2 separate regions of the Mus musculus genome follow, and region 2 is linked to region 1. A link is a contact called in public Hi-C data. All regions are on one chromosome and are shown on one strand. The core of a region is the stretch at or near the end of the contact, and the rest is flanking DNA. Distances in the headings are between cores, read along the strand shown.

Region 1 (4,485 bases), core at 675-3,174:
CTAGTACAAGCATGGTTTGCCAGCTGTAGATAGTTTCATCAATTGTGTGAAGTTTGAAATTCTGGGAACATTTTAGAGGGTATGTAAATACTCTGACCCCAAGAGGTGTGATTTGTGTTTGGTGGTCATTCAGGGGGATTGGTTGTGGTTTATTAGTAGTCGGTCTCAAAGAAGGATCAGGTAAAAATAAATTAAAATTATCTCTTACCCCTTCTTTCTCTCCTATCTAGTGATAGTGGGGGATAAAGAGTGAGAAAAAGAACCCACAAACTAACAAAGACCAGCTACAATTAAAGAATAAATGAGAGAGAAATTCATTCCCCCTCCGCCCTCTCTCTCCCCCTCTGCTTCCCTCTCCTGCTCCCTCACTCCCCCCCATCCCATCCTTCTTTCTCTCCTATCTAGTGAAAGGGGTGAAATGGGGGATAAAGAGTAGGAAAAGAAGAACCCACAAATTAGCAAAAACCAGCTATAATGCTTAAAGCCCTTTCATAGGTCACTTATTATCACAGTGTGTTAAGATCTCACTATTGATTTTTTGATTACAAAGGTAAACACTTAGTCTCCCAGTATGGTAAGCAGACTTGCTACAATATGACATTTGAAATCAATAGAAGAAATTTTGCTATTCTGTGTAATATCTACCTACCAGATGCTCCCTCCTACATATTCCATAAAATCATTCATCTATGCTTTTCTCTGTTTCTGAGACTTAACAGGTTCTATAACCTCTAATGTAGTGGAACATATTATGCTATGCCACTGGAATCTACATTCTTAGACCTTAGTCATTCATAATAGCTTTGAAAGAACACTCTTATTTAAACTAGAGCAAAAATTGACTGACTTATAGCATAATAATACAATGGACACTATGTGTATACATGTATTTACATGTACACACACACTCATATGCATGCATGTTAGCACACACAGGCATAAATGAACAAACATGATTTCTAAAACATATTAATGAATGTCACAGAAACTTAGGAAAAAGATCCAAGCCCAAAATGTAAACTGTATTATGTGATTTCATTAACACCAAACAAAAGACAAAGTGGATTTAATTCTTAGTATCAGAAGGTTGAATTTTGGTAATCTGTATGGAGGAAAAAGTGAAAGGAAATGGGTGGTAAAATGTTCCTTTGGAATGTCCAAGTTATTCCATATATTGAGCTCCTTGGTGGTTACTTTGTTTTTGTTCTCCATGTAGCAATTTTTGAAACTTGTTTTTTGTGTAGTTTAGATTTATGTACTTTTCCATGAACATGGTCTATTTCAATTAAATGTCTACTTATATTTGAAAATAAAGATTTAAATTGTTTGGTGTAGAAACAGGTCTTGTCCCAGAACTCAGGTCCTCTTGTCACCATTTGCTCATAAGTGCTGCATTGGGGACACTAATGTAGTTTTAAGACAAAGAGTTGTTTTAGCAGATTCTTATATTTTAGTAGGAAAAAGATAAGTTGTTTATTTTGAAACATTGATTTACATTCCAAGGGGTTATGTAATTTCTGGGCTAATAAAGGAACAGTCTTTGTCACAATAATAAATGGCCTCTGTGTGTCCACACTGTGTTACAAAAACATCCTGTCATAAAACTCTTTTTAGGTTTTTGGGGTAATTAATGTTTCTTTTAAAGTTAGGCAGTGCAGCTGAAACCTCTGTTTTGTTTTGTATTTTTTTATTCCAAGTTTGAAAGTGAGTTCCTGACCCATAGTCCTCAAAATCATGATGGTTTGATGTTTTTATTCTATTACAGGCACATTTTATCATTATTATTATCATCGTCATTGTTGTCATCATTGTTATCATCATCATCATCTTTATCACTATTAATCTCTTTTACAAACCAGTCGTTATCACCCTAGTGATCTATGCTCTGACTGTTCCTCATCTCATTCCTCCTTGCTCATCTCCAAGAGGATCTTCCCACCCCAACTCCAACAGACCTCGCCACATTCTGAAGCCTCAAGTCTCTCTAGGGTTAGGTGCATCTTCTCTCACTGAGGACAGACCAGGCAGTCCTCTGTTGTATATGTGTCTGAAGCCTCATATCAGCTAGCGTATGCTGCTTAGTTGGTGGCTCAGTGTCAGAGAGATCTCAGGGGTCCAGGTTACTTGAGATGGCTGGTGTTCCTATAGAGTTGCCCTCCTCCTCAGCTTCTTTCAGCTTTTCCCTACTTCAACCACAGAGTTTCCTGGCTTCTGTCCATTGCTTGGGTGTAAGAATCTGCATCTGACTCTTTCAGCTGCTTGTTGGGCCTCTCAGGCATAATAGGCTTCTGTCTGTGATCACACCATAGCATCATTAACAGTGTCAGGCCTTGGTGCCTCCCCTTGAAATGGACCCCAATTTGGGCTGGCCACTGAACTTGCTTTCCCTCAATCTTTTCTCCACTTTTATCCCTGAAGTTCTTTTAGACAGGAACAATTCTGGGTCTGATTTTTGCCTAGGGGAATGGTAGCCCCATCCCTACACTTGATGCCCTGTCTTTCTACTAGAGATAGTCTTTATAAGTTCCCTCTTCCCACTGTTGGGCATTTTGTCTAATGTCCCTACCTTGGAGACCTAAACATCTCTCATCTCCCAAGTCTCTGCCCCCCCCCCCCCCACTTCCTACCTCCTGAGGTTTCTGATCTCCATTCATTCAGCTAGCCCTCAGGGCTTCACACCAGTTCCTGCCACCACAATATCAGATCATGTTCTCTTTTTCACCTCTCCGCCCCCTCTCTGACTCAGGTACCTTCCTCCCTCTGCCCCTGTGATTGCTTTGTTCTCCCTCCCAAATGGGATTGTAGCATCCTGACTTAGGCCCTTCAGCTTGTTAACCTTGAGTTTTGTGGATTGTATCCTAGGTTTCTTTACTCTTTTTGACTAATATCCATTGATTAGTGAGTGTATACCATGCATGTCCTTTTGAGTCAGAGTTGCCTCACTCAATATGATATTTTCGAGTTCCATCCATTTGCAGGCCAAAGTCATGATGTCCTCATTCTTAATAGCTGAAGAGTACCCCATTGTGTAAATGCACCACATTTTCTGTATCCATTCTTCCTTTGTGGGACATATGGGTTTTCTCCAGCTTCTGGCTATCAGATAAGGCTGATATAAACATAGTGGAACATGTGCCTTTGTTCCATAGTGGGGCATCATTTGGGTATATGCCCAAGAGTGGTATAGTTGATTCGTCAGGTATATCGATTTCCAATTATATGAGGAACCTCCAGATTGACTTACAGAGTAGTTATACCAGTTTGCACTCCTACCAGCAATGGAGAAATGTTCCTGTTTTTTCACATCCTCTCCAATGTGTTGTCACCTGAGTTTTTTATATTAGCCATACTGATTAGTGTAATGTGGGATCTCAGAGTTTTGATTTGCCTTTCCCTGATAACTAAGAAATTTGAACATTTCTTTAATTGCTTCTCTTGGCCATTCGAGATGATTCCTCTATTGTGAATTTTGTTTAGTTCTTTACCTCACTTTTGACAGGGTTATTTTGTTCTTTTTTTTTTTTTTTTTTTTTTTTTGGTGCTTAGCTTCTTGAGTTTATTATACATATTGGATATTAGCCCTCTATTAGATGTATGGTTAGTAAAGATTTTTTCCCAATTTTTAGGTTGCCAATTTGTCTTATTGCATATGTTCTTTACCGTTCAGAAGCTTTCCAGTTTCAGGAGGTCTCATTTATCAATTCTTGATCTTAGAATCTGAGCCACTGGAGTTCTGTTTAGGAAATTTCCCCTGTGCCAATGAGTTCTAGGCTCTTTCTCACTTTCTCTTTTATTCGATTCATTGTAAATGGTTTTATGTTGAGGTCCTTGATTCACTTGGACTTCAGTTTTGTGCAAGATGACAAATATAGATCTATGTTCATTTTTCTACTCACACACTGCAAGTTAGACCAGCATGCTTTCTTTTTATCATTGTACATTTTTGGCTTCTTTGTCAAAGATCAAGTGTCCATAAGTGTGTGGGTTTATTTCTGGGACTTCAATTCTGTTCTATTCATCAACCTGTCTGTCTGTACCAATTCTGTGCAGTTTTTGTCACTATTGCTCTGTATTATAGCTTGAGGTCAGGGATACTGATTACCCCAGAAGTTTTTTTATTTTTAAAAATTGTTTTGCTGTCCTGGGTATTTTGTTTTTCTATATGAAATTGAAAATTGCTTTTTCCATGTCTTTGAAAAATTGTCTTAGAATTTTGATGGGGATTACATTGAATCTGTAGATTGCTTTTGGTAGGATAGTCATTTTTACTATGTTAATCTTGCCAATCCATGAAGATGAAAGGCCTTTCCATCTTCTGAGATCTTGTTCAATTTCCTTTTTTCAGGGATTTGAAGTTGGTGTGTTACAGATCTTTCACTTGCATGGTAAGAGTTAGATCAAAATATTTTATAGTATTTGTGCCTATTGTAAAGAGCGTTGCTCCCTATTTTTTTTCAGCTTATCATTTGTATAAAGGAAAGCTAC
Region 2 (4,461 bases), core at 843-3,342, 210 kb after region 1:
ACAGTGCTGGCTTTGCCTGATATGGTTTCCCAGGACACATGTTTCAGCCATTGTAACAATAGCTCACTCAGATCGACACCCATCTGGACACTGCACTATGAAGCATTTGGATATGAGGAAACCAAAGCTCTAGGACATAGAACACAAAGGCTTGTGAAGCAGAACTTCCAAACACACTCAAAGTAGAGAAGCATGATAAATCATGCAATCTGGAGGATTAGTTCTCCAGGTCTCCCCCAAAGCCTTAAAATGGAACAATGCCTAGATCTGCAAAAACATCAGCCATATGTCTGTAGTGAGTATATCAATCAGGAATCTTTTTCTTATGCAAAAATGCTACTTTAAGAAGTTTTATAAACTTAAAGAATGTGACAGGAATTATGCATAGCGTTGATGAAATAGTGCATACAAAATTTTTAATTAGTACAAAGTAGCATTACGTTTTTTCACTCAGAAAAATAATTCTACTGACAATTTTCAATAAATCTCAATGTTTGCATTTTCCATTTAGAGTAAAGAGAGATGTACTTATATGTATTAGCACTGGTTTTTGTATACTGCAAATATATGAAAAACTTATGTTTCTAACATGGTTTGAACAGACAAAAACTTTGAGGTAAAGGATGAAGACTATTAATAGAAAGACACATACATGTCGGTCCTCAATTTCTTCACTTTAACCCGAGCCCAGCCAATCTCAGAAGTTCTATTCCCTGCCTCTTCTGGCAGCTCTTCTCCAATCTGAAATCAGAAGATGCACAGGGGGTGGATTTTTGTCCTATTTTATTGCTTCTTGTCGCCAAAAGACATCACTTTTCTTCCTTGAACATCTCAGTGTGGGCTCTCTGTGAGCAGGGACACATGGAGGAAGACATAGCATTATCCATGCTTATAGCATTGATGTCTATAAAAACAGATTTTTAAAAATAGTATTATATATTAGGAAAGAGAAAATTATATATAAAAAATAATTCTAAATGAGATGGTTTTCCTAAAGAGGGAAGTTTTGAGCTGGATCATTAAGAAATAACATGAATTGATATAATGGGGTAAATTTTTAAGTGTGCATGCACAAAAAGGGAATATTTCTATGAGGTTAAGACTAAAGAAATAAATGCACATGGCCATGATTAGGATCAAAATGCCCACGATTGATTTTTAAAGATAAATGAAGGAATAAGGAAGTGAAGGATAGGGTATCAAGATATAAGTTGGTCATCATAATAAGGGTAACAAGTACATTTTTTCTACAGAGATTTAATCAGAGATATAGTGGTATTTATTCCTCAACTAGATCTAGAAATACATAGAAAACTCTTCAGATGAGGTCTTGGAACAGAAACATAGAAAATACTGATGTAGACATATTTGTAGTAATTATTACATTAGAAATTAGAAATTCTATTCCACACTTTGAACTTTCTCTTTTGTAGTTTCTTACAAGGACAAGACTTGAAAAGTTTGATTGCTTTTTTTTCTCTTTAGTAATGCCTGTTCTGATTTCTTTAGTAACACATAAACTGGAAATTTTACAAGGAAGCAGTCAGGGTTGCTAAAGAAATTCGTGAGAAATAGAGCAAGGGGAACAGTAACAGATAAGAGTCTCAATATCTCTTCAAACATAGCTCAAAGACAGTTTTGTGACAATTGCCTCCAGTCTAACATTTGGAATGCAGAGTGGGTGGTGAGTTCAGGGCCTTCAGAGGATTTTCCTTTATAGTCTCTTACAGTTTCCTGTTAAAATTGAGTCAGGATGGACTCTGGCAAAACTCAAAGTATCAGAGTCTTCTAGAAAGATAAAATTTACAAAATGACCATGCCGGAGAATGGGAGTCAAAACACTTTTTCAAATTCAGACAGTTTTTACTGTTTCAGAGGGAAATTTAAAAACACACAAACAATTGTTGTAGGCTATCACAAAGCACATTCCTATGTGTTTCTGTCATGCAAATATGTATTTAAGACTAATGCATGTTATAAACATATGCATAGGCTGATGTACACATGCTCCAGATGTGCTGTTTCTGTGTCTGTGGGTTGTGTCCTCTACACACAGGGAAAAATATATTAATCATTGCTTTTACTGCTGAGGGGATGGGTTCTGCTCTCATATTTCAGAAAGGGGCTGGAAAGTGAGGGAAGCCAAACTTTTTCCTATTTAAGGCCAGAGCAGAGGGAAGCGAGCGGCTGAGTTTTATGACGGGCCCGGTGCTGAAGGGCAGGGACAACTGATGGTGCTACTCTGAGCTGCTTCTTCCTCTCTCCTCTTTTGCACAAAGAGTCTCATGTCTGATATTTAGACATGATGAGCTTTGTGCAAAGTGGAACCTGGTTTCTTCTCACCCTTCTTCATCCCACTCTTATTTTGGCACAGCAGTCCAACGTAGGTAAGTAGGTACCGATTTGAACAGGCTTTCTGGGTTAATTTTGCCTTAACTTCTTACAAAGGGTAAGATAGTGGGAAAATCAGCCTCCTAAGAATTTCCTGTCTAGCCTCTGACTGTGGAATGTTTTGTTAACCTTAATTTTGTTTTCTATATTTGATTTTTTTAAAAGTTAATGTACATGTATAATATTCTCTAGTTGTTTAAGGTAAAAACTGTTCTTAAATTAACTTGATTTCATGTTCACCTTTTAAAAAATGTTTTAAAGTACTCCCCTCCTGCATTGTGAACATCTTGGCATGCTCCCAGGCCATCTGGAATTTATTGGTCTCTTGTAATAATTTCATGTTCTCCTTTGTACACTGCTCTCTTTACAAAGATAGGATATTTAGCCATGTTTTTCAAAAGAATGCACTAGAAATGTCTCTGAAATGAATAACCCTTAAGAAGATACTAGAAAATAAATAGAATCCCTTATGTATTTCTGTAAAACTATAAATGTGGACTATCTATGGACCTTCCAGAAATGAGCCCAGGCTGCAAAAACGTGTCATTGTTTCTGTTTTTATTGCATTCCATGATTGCACACATTCAATGTGCTCAGAGTTTGCCAAAAGTTGTTTTATGTTCTGTTTAGCTGGATTTCCATTACTGAAGATAACATAATTTAACAGGAATATTTTTGCTTTCCTCCAAACAAGGTAAAGATACAAGTTTTGCTCAAAAAGGCAGACTTGAAATAGTTTTGGTAGCCAAATGTAATGATCTTTATTTTCTTGTGCCCCAAATTAAAAGCAACTGTCTCATTATTTACTTAAATACTTTTAAAAATGCATATGTTCCTTGTCATCATGAAAATTTGGGGTGCACACTTTTTTCAAAATAATTGTGTTGATGTAAATCTTATCTGTGGCTAAAAGAAGTTGCTAGCAGTTCTTTTCATACATAATCAAACACGTTGGTATTTAAACCTTTAGTTTTAGCAAATGCTTCATGAGCATTCGTTTTTCCACTGTGTGCAGTGTCTTCACTAGTTTCAGAAGTTATCTATGCAAGAGTAAGGGAAGGAGACACTTTATATTTCTGTATGTTCAGTCCACAGATACACAGAGAAGGAGCTCCCAGATTGCTTGTTTCTTAATTCTGTTCCCCTTAACCCACCCTTCCATCCCCCTCCATCTTTCCCCCCTCCTTATCTCTCCACCCCTTTTGGCTCCTTAGGAACTCCCCTCCCAATTTTCCTTCCTCACTCATCACCCCTCCCCCATCCTAGGCTTATCCACCTCCCTCCCCCCACCCCAGTCCTCACCCCTCCCTGTTCTCAGTGACTCACTCTCTGCTTCCCATCTTTATTTTCATCCTCTCTCCTCCCCAGCTCATCTTACATTTTCTTTTCTTTGGATAGTCAATTCCTTTTTAGCTTTCTTTTTTCACTTTCTCTTCACATCCTGCCCTCCTGGAAGATGAAACAACCCCAAGCCTTCCCTATTAATAGGAGACATGATCCAAAGAAATGTTAATTCCTTAGCAGCCCAAACTTTTATTCTGAAATCTAGATGAAGAATCATAGAATCTTAATTTTTTTTAAAGAAAGAAAGACAGACAGAAAGAAAGACAGACAGACAGACAGAAAGGAAGGAAGGAAGGAAGGAAGGAAGGAAGGAAGGAAGGAAGAAAGAAAGGAAGGAAGGAAGGAAGAAAGGAAGGAAGGAAGAAACCTATGTCTTTGGGACATTAATTAAAATATCAACATAGTATCTATAGTTTCTTAACAGTTAAAGTAATATGAGAAATACTATAGGAACAGTGGGTGTGTTTCTTCCCAATCTAACTCCAGTAAGAAGAGAAACATGTTTGGTTCTCACCATCTTAACATCATCCTAAGCTCATTTGCTTCCACCTTTGGGCTATGGTCTTTAAAACTCCAAGAAGGATAAAAAGGATTTAAGATCATATATTTCACATTCCTTGCAGGTTTTTAGTGAAAATCCTACTGAATGATTAACTTTGAGGAGATTTCAGTAAGTAGCAGACATTCAGCACACTGGGAACACTCAGAGAACTCTAAAGGGGTTAT

The links. A called contact is a pair of places that touch in the nucleus more often than the background predicts.
Region 2: a contact with region 1 is called in a Hi-C map of uterus, with 6 times the contacts expected there. The contact joins the promoter of Col3a1 here to the enhancer-like site in region 1. A contact is called at or near these places in 11 of 39 promoter capture datasets (the 3T3-L1 cell line, 3T3-L1-derived adipocytes, cranial neural crest and 6 more), 10 of 484 Hi-C or Micro-C datasets (the 3T3-L1 cell line, 3T3-L1-derived adipocytes, the HL-1 cell line and 2 more), 5 of 115 datasets of contacts at active chromatin or transcription factors (the NIH/3T3 cell line, cardiomyocytes, fibro-adipogenic progenitors and 2 more) and 2 of 9 other capture datasets (adipose tissue and embryonic stem cells).

The regions. Positions count from the first base shown.
Region 1 is chr1:45,099,602-45,104,086 of GRCm38.p6, forward strand. No RefSeq gene overlaps it. Among named protein-coding and RNA genes, the nearest start is that of Col3a1, 210 kb to the right of the region's middle. Within about 2 kb of position 1,925, at least 2 of the 459 cell types and tissues checked have an H3K27ac peak or open chromatin away from gene starts, as enhancers often do. A contact at or near this core is called in uterus, where this site is marked.
Region 2 is chr1:45,309,446-45,313,906 of GRCm38.p6, forward strand. Col3a1 (collagen, type III, alpha 1) reads left to right here and starts at 2,093. Exons shown (of 51, transcript NM_009930.2): 1 at 2,093-2,387. The coding sequence starts at 2,303.